3 separate regions of the Sus scrofa genome follow, and regions 1 and 2 are each linked to region 3. A link is a contact called in public HiChIP or PLAC-seq data. All regions are on one chromosome and are shown on one strand. Each heading gives the region's core, a stretch centred on a gene start, on an enhancer-like site or on the middle of the called end of the contact. The rest is flanking DNA. Distances are from core to core; before and after follow the strand shown. Region 1 holds the start of SLC35E4 (solute carrier family 35 member E4). Region 2 holds the start of TBC1D10A (TBC1 domain family member 10A). Region 3 holds the start of PIK3IP1 (phosphoinositide-3-kinase-interacting protein 1).

The links. HiChIP or PLAC-seq counts read pairs in DNA pulled down with a chosen protein or histone mark.
Region 1: a contact with region 3 is called in an H3K27ac HiChIP or PLAC-seq map of alveolar macrophages. The contact joins the promoter of SLC35E4 here to the promoter of PIK3IP1 in region 3. A contact is called at or near these places in 1 of 5 promoter capture datasets (liver) and 2 of 2 datasets of contacts at active chromatin or transcription factors (alveolar macrophages and skeletal muscle).
Region 2: a contact with region 3 is called in an H3K27ac HiChIP or PLAC-seq map of alveolar macrophages. The contact joins the promoter of TBC1D10A here to the promoter of PIK3IP1 in region 3. A contact is called at or near these places in 1 of 5 promoter capture datasets (fetal skeletal muscle) and 1 of 2 datasets of contacts at active chromatin or transcription factors (alveolar macrophages).

The regions. Positions count from the first base shown.
Region 1 is chr14:47,517,223-47,520,030 of Sscrofa11.1, forward strand. It overlaps SLC35E4 (solute carrier family 35 member E4), which reads left to right and starts at 1,380. Exons shown (of 4, transcript XM_021072952.1): 1 at 1,380-2,808.
Region 2 is chr14:47,300,255-47,302,964 of Sscrofa11.1, forward strand. It overlaps TBC1D10A (TBC1 domain family member 10A), which reads right to left and starts at 1,286. Exons shown (of 9, transcript XM_021072299.1): 1 at 990-1,286. The coding sequence starts at 1,198.
Region 3 is chr14:48,050,170-48,053,043 of Sscrofa11.1, forward strand. PIK3IP1 (phosphoinositide-3-kinase-interacting protein 1) reads right to left here and starts at 1,491. Exons shown (of 6, transcript XM_001926534.4): 1 at 1,031-1,491; 2 at 1-104. The coding sequence starts at 1,100.

The DNA.
Region 1 (2,808 bases), core at 130-2,629, 530 kb before region 3:
TAGGCCCAGGCCTCTAGAGTGCTTATTCACTGTCCTTCCTTAATCTCAGCCCAGGGCACTTTACTGGGGGAATCAGGACCTGCCCTCCTTTGAAGCGTGGGGGCTTAAGAGGTCTATGGCTTACCTCAGGTCACTCAGTCCACCAATTCAAGGGCAGCCAAAGGCAGTGAGGAGATGGAAGTTGGGGCTCAGGCCTTCTCCTGAGTATGGCCCTAGCAGTGACTATGTCACCTTCCAGTTCAGTTCCCCAGGCCCGCTATTTTCTCAGCCTGAGTCCTGAAGCCTGGGGATGGGTCTGACTGGCATAGGCCATCTCCTGACACTGGGTCAGATGTCCAGTCTGGCTCAGTCAGCAGGAACCAAGAAGGGGTATGGATGAGAGGACAGCTGCATCCTCAGTAAGAGTCTGATAAGCAAAGGCCCTCCCTGGGGTTGGGGACCAGGTTTGTTTCTGACCTGCATTTAGATCCGTGTGACTCCATCCAAACTGCGTTCCCCCTCACAGCCTAACTCACAGCTTGGTGGGGGTGGTTGGTTTACAGATGGGGAGACTGAGGCCCCCGCAGTCAAGTGATTTGTCTAGGAACATGCAATGGGGGTGGTTGGTTTACAGATGGGGAGACTGAGGCCCCCGCAGTCAAGTGATTTGTCTAGGAACATGCAATGACAAGAGAGCCCCATCCTACAGCCTCTGTAGCCCACTTGCTGGAAATGGGTTCTTCCTCTCTCCCAGTGCCTCCTGAAGGTGGAGACCCTTCCCAAATCACCTGCTTCCTGTGGGGGGGGGGGTGAAGTGGGGGCGGAGACAGTCAGATCTGAGGGATTTGGGAGCCTGTGGCAGGGCCAGGCTACTGGGAGCTGCTCTGGGCTTTTAGGTGGACCCCAGGGGATGTGAAGGAGCCCCTGCTTCCCTCCATGAAGCTGGGCACCTGCCTCCGTCCCCAGTCTCCCACAATAGCCTGTGGAGAGCTTTACTGCCTGAAGGTCAAGGCAGGTTAAAAACTGGAGCTCTCCAGCCAGACAGACTAAGTCTGAATCCCCCACTGTGCTTTGTGGCAGTCTTGGAGGAGGTATAGACACTGCCTACCACTCCCCACTAACTCAGCTCTGAGAAGATCAGGGGGTTATTTATTATGTTTTTTTATTTTTATTTTTATTTTATTTTTTTGTCTTTTTGCCTTTTCTAGGGCTGCACCCATGGCATATGGAAGTTCCCAGGCTAGGGGTCTAATCAGAGCTGTAACCACCAGCCTACACCAGAGCCACAGCAACACGGGATCCGAGCCTCATCTGCAACCTACACCACAGCTCACAGCAAGGCTGGATCCTTAACCCACTGAGCAAGGCCAGGGATTGAACCTGCAACCTCATGGTTCCTAGTCGGATTCGTTAATCACTGAGCCACGATGGGAACTCCAAGTTTTATTTTTTTAATTAAAGCTTACTGGAAACTGACAAAATCTTAAAAAGAATATAACCCTTAGGGGCCCTAGTTCCTCCTCTTCAGGAAATGTGGGGCGAGGTGGGCTGCCCCTTGACTGGCTCAGTTTCCCTCCCACAACCCCTCCTGGAGAAACGCTGTTTAAATAAACACCTATATATTTTGGTCCTTCGCTTGGAAATCTCCTGCCCTACAATTCGTAGTATTCAGCAGTGATTTGAAGGCTCCTATAGGTATTAGAATCATCAGAGGCAAATGAAGAAAAAAAAAAAAAGCACACTCCTGGGCCCACCAGATGGCATGTGATTCAGCAGGTCTGAATCAGCAGTGAGGCTGGGGATTTTAATTCCAGCCCAAGGATCATGATGGGGATTAGGGAACACTTGCAGTAATTCTCTGTTCTGGCCACCAGAGGGTGCCAGGGACCGTGTTAAGGGTCTCCCTTTGAGGTCTTGTTCCTCTAGACAGGTTGCCTTCATCAAGGACTTGCTGGTCAAACAGGCTAGGGGTGAACAGTATCCCAGCTGGCAGGAGCTCCCACAGAAGGAAACCGGGCATCAGAAAAGAGGCTCACAGCGGGCACTGGGCACTTGTGATTCTTGCATATCTGACTCTAGAGCTAAGAGAGGCCAGGGCTCAGCCTGGAATTCCTATCAGCCTGTCCTGTTTTGGGGTGTGCTGTTTACCCAAACCTCAGCTCTGAGACTAACCGTCCATTCTGATGGAAAAGCCAAGACTCAGGCAGGGGCAAAGGCTTAATGGCAGCTGCTCTGGCTCCCAGCCCACCTGGGGCTCATGTCCTGCCAGGAATGGGGACAGAGAATGGACACTAGGAAGTCCAGCTGTGAACCAGCCTCCAGTGCCCAGGAGATGGGACAGGGCCTGCTGGCCAGGGATAGATGCTGGCTGGCGGGGCCCTGCTTCCGCAGCTGTGGGTGGCCTTGGTGAGTCAGCTTTCCTCTGCCTGCCTAGAGGGGGCCCGCCCTGGGCTGGGAGAGGGAGGTGTTCGGATTAGGGAGGGGCATTAAGGTGCCCCGGTGGTCCAGCTCTTCTGGATGCTGAGGTCCCACGGGATATAACTGTGGCCCCGAGGCCCATCTTCGAAGGAGGTCTCCCGGGGTGGGTGTCCTTGAAGATGGAATCTCTGGAGAGGCTAGGGCTCTTTATCAGGCTCCCTCAGAAAGATACCCCGTGGTCTCCTGCTCTGTGTTCGTCTCTAAGAGGCTTGCCACGGCACTAGGTGGGGAGAGGCCTGATCCCCCACCAGTAGGGTAAATGGGAACAGACTGGCTGACCACTCCCGTGAGGGGGGGCTCTGCTGGCGGAGGGAATGCTAGGCGGATGGGGGAGAGACGGAGAGCCGGCAG
Region 2 (2,710 bases), core at 36-2,535, 750 kb before region 3:
TCTGTGAGGACTAGGCTCAAGGAGTTCTATGTGGCTGCTCAATTTACCCCACTTAAAGGGAAGGTGCTGCTTCCCTGCCCCACATTTCTCTGCCTGCCAGCTGGGTGCCTGGGTACAGGGGATCTGGGTGTGCTAAGAGCCTGGACCCTGCTGTCTCCTGCTGCTGCCCCCCCAACCCCAGTCTGTGTTTGGAGAGGAGGTGCATGTTTCCACACCATCCACAAAGACAGTCTATTCTGAAGATGAGGTACCATCACCTTGTGGGTACTGGAAAGGGGGAGTGTCTGCCCACCTGTTGCTAATGACAGGGAGAAATCTGCCTCTGAGGGGAGAGGGGAACACGCTCTGCTCTGACCCTTCCATGAGGGGAAGGGACTGTCTGTCCCAAAGAAGGAGGGAACTGACAAATATCAGTCTATTCAGAGGTCTGTGTGTCTTGAGGTGAGGGTCAGTCTGTCCTGGAATGTAGTGTGGGCAGAGAAGTCTGTCCCTCTGAAGTCTGCCTAAGGTATACCCCTGATATGAGGGTAGTGGGCTGCTAAAACAAGGGCATCTGCGGGTCGGGGGCGGGGCGGGGGGGCATGGAGAACATCGGCCTGTTGGGGGAAGGGCGGCCACCTGTGAGCCTGCCCAGGGTGGCAAAGTCAATCAACCCTAAGGCGAGGGTGGTAGTGATGGGGTTGGGACAGGTGTCAATCTGTCCGCAGTTGTGAGGAGAGCCCTTCCTGGGGGCGGGTCAGTCTGTCTGGAGGTGCGAGCAGGAGAGGTGAGGTTGGCCTGCGTGTCCCAGGCTCCAAAGTAGGCTCCAGGGTGAAAGCGGGTCAATCCGCCTGGGGGGAGGTGGGGGTGGGGCAAGGGAGATAAGGGTCGCTGGTTCCTGGTTGAGACACGTCGGTCCTTCCTGAGAGCGGCTCGGTCCGCGTCGAGGCCCTCCTCTCAGGTCCCGCGCCCGCCCCCGGCCCCGGGCCCCGGCCCCCAGCCATACTCACGCGCCCTCGGCGCCTTGCGAGCCCACGATGAAGCCGAACTTGTCGATGCGGCGCTCAGCGAAGCCGTTGGCCTCTGAGTCCGAGCCGAGAGAGCTGAGTTCATCGGCCGTTGCGGCGTCGGGGCCCGGGGCCAGGCTCTCTCGGGTCCCCGACAGGCTCCCCCTGGCTGCGGAAGCGCGCGGCCCGTTTTCTCCGCTGCTCTTCGCCATCCCGGCCGCGCCCGCTGCCTCAGCTTCAGCGGCCACCTCAGCCACCTCAGCCGCCTCAGCCGCCCGACTGCCGCCGACGCCCCGCCCACGTGCCGCGCCCATTGGTCGCAGCAAATCCGGGGGCGGGGCCCTAGGCCTTCCCCGGCGTTCCCTCCCCTCCACACCCAATGGGCGCCGTGGACCCCCAGGGCCCGCCCACCTCCCCCAGGCTGGCGCCAACCGGCCCGACGTGAGGGGGCGGGGCAGCCGTCTCCCGAAGCCCTTCCCCCCTGGGCTGCCAATCACGAGAGCTCACCTGAAAGAGCTCCTCTGGCCTTTCCGGGTTAGCCGCGACCCAGCCAGTCACCTGCAGCGCGGTGCCAGCTGAGGCCGAAGTCGTCCGTTGGGAATTCCGCATCTGCCTTCCAAGCACCCCCCACCCCCGCGAGACCCCAGGGACGTGAGTGAGGATTGCTTCACCCATTCGAGAAGCTCCGAGGAGACCCGCGGTGGTTCTGGGATTCTCCCAGCGACTCTCAGCGACTTAAAACCTAGGCCGAGCTGAAGTTCAGCAGTCCCCCACCCCAACTGCTTCTGGGGCTTTAAGTTAGGGAGACTGGGAGTTCCCTGATTAAGGATCTGGCGGGTTAAGGAACTGGCGTTGTCGCTGCTGTAGCGATCCCTGGCCCAGGAAATTTTGTTTGCCGCGGCCAGACCAAAAACAAACAAACAAACAAACAAACAAAAAAATAGGGAGACCTAGTTAATAAGAATAATGACCATTGTCTATTGAGCCACTCACTGCCCCAAGTTCTACCTACTATCTTTTGTAATTTGTATTTTTCCATCAGCCTTGAGAAAAATCACCTGTTTAAAGAGTATAATTCAATGTTTTAAGCATATTTATAAAGCTGTGCAACCATCACCATAATCTAACTTTAGAACATTTTCATCACCCCAAAAAGAAATTCCTATCCAGGGGTTTCTGTCTTGGCTCACCAGTTAACAAACTCAACTAGGATCCATGAGGATTTTATCCCTGGCCTCCTTCAGTGGGTTAAGGGATATCAACTCACAGAGTCATAATGATAGCTCCTCACTTAAGTACAGGTGAGCTGTGGTAAAGACTGCACACACGGCTCGAATTCTGCATTGCTGTGACCTATGCTGGCAGCTGTAACTCCAATTCAATCCCTAGCCTGGGAACTTCCATATGCCATGGGTTAGACATAAAGCAATTCCTATCCATTAGCAGTCAGTCACTCCCCATCCTTCCTCCCCCACTCCCTGGCAACTGCTAATTGTCTCCAAAGTTCTGTTTTTTTCTGGACATTTCATATAAATGAAATCATATGTATGTGGGCTTTGTGTCTGGCTTCTATCACCCCACATGTTTTCAAGAGTCATCCATGTTGTAGTATGTATCAATTCTTCATTCCTTTTCAAAGCCAAAAACTATTCCATTGTATGGACTTTTTTAATCCACTCATCTGTGGATGGACACTTTGTTTATACTTTTAGTGATTGTGAATA
Region 3 (2,874 bases), core at 241-2,740:
AGATGCCAGGCCGCTCTGCGCGTCCAGCCAGTTGAGGCAGTGGAGGCCCGGCGAGGGGGAGAGCTGGTCAGCCTGGTACAGGTGGCCGTTGTCCCAGAAGCAGCCTGTGAGGAAGAGGAGCCCCCGAACACAGTTGGGCAGGGGAGCGCGGGCCCACCCTGCCTGGGAAATCCTGCCCTCAGGTGGAAAACCCCGCCTGCCTCGCAGAGGATCTGTGAGGCCGGAAAGAGAAGGGAGAGGGCAAGAAGAGCCCCCAGCCGGCGCCCTGCCCCCAGCGCTCAGTGTTAGTTTTTTTCTTTCTTAATTTCTTTCCTTTAAAAAAAAAAAAAAACTGTAAGACTGAAAACACTGCACAGGTGCACAGGGTTGTTGCTCTGGAACTTGTGGCCACTTTGGAGGAGGGTGCGGGGGAGCCCTGGGTTCAGGTCCCTCTGTGGAGACGGTCGGTGGGCGACCAGATCCGAAATTCATCCCTGTGTTGTCACTCTATGTTACATAAACTCTGGTGTTCCCTTCTCTGCGGATATGGCCACACTGCCACAGGCCAACACTCCTTCCCAAGAGAATTCTACAAAAGCTTTGATTCAGTAACGCAAGAGAGAGCCTCAAACGGAGGGAACCTGCCTTTTCGCTGCCTGGATGTGACTCCAAACTCCCACCCTCAGCGGGAGAGCCGAGGAAGGGGCCGGGGAAGGAGAACCTGTGCTCTGGTGACACTGCAAAGCCCCAGAAAAGAACAGGATTTAGGAGTAAGGGGGGATGAACGCTCAAGTTCCATCCAGTCATGAGCCACAGGCAAGGAAAAGCAAAGTAGCTACTTGCCTTTGTTCTTAATGGCAAAGATGGAGCTGCAAGCTCCTGGCAGGGAAAGGAGAAAGGGAAAAAAACAAAACAAAAAAAGCTTTCATGGGACAACCGGAACCTGCTAAAATCTCCCTTTCCTGTCATCATCCTTCCTGCTTGGGAAATAGAGAGCTTTACCCTTTCCGCTTCGTTAAGTTGCTGCAGAAGGAAAAGATTGTAATCTTACCTCCAGATCCATAGGCTTCTGCCAGGAGCATGTTGCTGACAAGGATTGTTTGCACGCAGGCCAACAGCATCCTCACTTCCTTCGTCCTGCAGGTGATTGACCAACCAGGGTCCAGCTAGGGTCCCCTTGGTGGCGGCTCTTCCTCTGGTTCCCAGCCTTGCAGTCAGACCTGCCCTTGTTATGCTCTTCTGGTAAACAGCTTCTCTTTAGAACTGGGAGCTTCCCAGCTAGCTTGCTGCTGCGAGAGGTATTTTTTTTTTTTTTTTTTTTTTTTCTTTCTGGCTGAAAGGCGCCCCCTGGGTCCTAAGCTTCCTATACCAGGCTCATCACTCTACCCTGAGTCAAGAGAGGAACTCAGCCAAGTGAAGAGGCAAAGAAGTTCAGGTTGCTTAGTGGTTCAGCTTGAGACCTGCAGCGGCTGCATCCCCAGGGCCTTTCCTCTCTTCTGTTTCCGTTTGTGTGAGTATAGAAAGAATAGTTTTGTCAAGACACTTCACTGGGGGGCAGGAGGTTTGGAATTACAGTAACCACTTAGGGAGAACATGTCAGCTACACAACCAGGAGGAACTCAAGACTACGGAGAGGGGCACAAATAAGGGCATCCAGGTGGAAGTAGCTCTTTATACCTACCCTTGAGAAAGAAAAAGGGCTTTTGAGATTTATACATATTCATAAACATTGATTTTTTTTTTAAACAGCCAGGGTCAGATCAGTCATATTCCTTTGCTTATATTTGGGGTGTCATATATAGTACGAATATGAGGGGGGTCTCTTTAGTTGAAAATACATATGCCAATGCTGGGATATCTGCTTAGCTATATTTAAGAGTGCCTTTTCAGGCCTGAATTCATATAGAGGAATTAAGTAAAATACTTGCTTTTCCCACCCCACCCTGTGGGAAATCCATTTGCAGCAATTTATATCCATCATTAACAACCCCCCTCCCCATCCGTATGCCTGAGCCCTTTTGGAGTTAGGCAGAACAGCCCTTTTCCTGTTTGGCTGACAGTTCCAGTTCCCAGGCAGCCTCAGTAAACTGAGAGATGGAGCAGAGTGATTCGCCAAGACTACCTTGTGACTCAGGCAAATCTCAAAATAGAAATGGGAGACTGTTTCCATCTGAGGGCTTGCATCTTGCGGGTAGTAATTTAGGGAGGAGGAAAAAAGACTTCATTATTTCAAAAGTTTCAAAAGTTTTATCAGGGAAGAAGGTTAATGCCAAGACAACTAATCTGAAGTGAATTTGCATTCACTACAGTCAGATTTCAGACATGGAAATGATGGACAGAGATGCATTTAGTTTACTCTTTGAAGAAGTTTGCTGACAATATTTGATTCCTTCTATCTACTACATAAGACATGTTGCTTTGTTTTTGCACTTACTTTCCTGTCTCTCTACACAAGCTTTCAATCCTCTGACACCTGACTTTGTCCTCCACTGGGAATTACACCACCAAGTCTGTGAATTTACACACACACACACACACACACACACACACAAGCCAATGTTTTAGAATTTAATAATTCTAACATAATATTCAGGAGTCTTTTTAAAAAAACAATTCTTATTTATTTTACAAAAATTTTAAGAATGTACTATAGGTGTTCCCATTGTGGCTCAGTGGTAACGAACCTGACTAGTATCCATGAGGATGTGGGTTCAATCCCTGGCTCCACTCAGTGGGTTAAGGATCCAGCATTGCCATGAGCTGTGGTGTAGGTGGCAAATGCAGCTGGATCCCAAGTTGCTGTGGCTGATTTGACCACTAGCCTGGGAACTTCCATATGCCGAGGGTGCAGCCCTAAAAAGACAAAAAAAAAAAAAAAAAAAAAAAAAAAAGAAC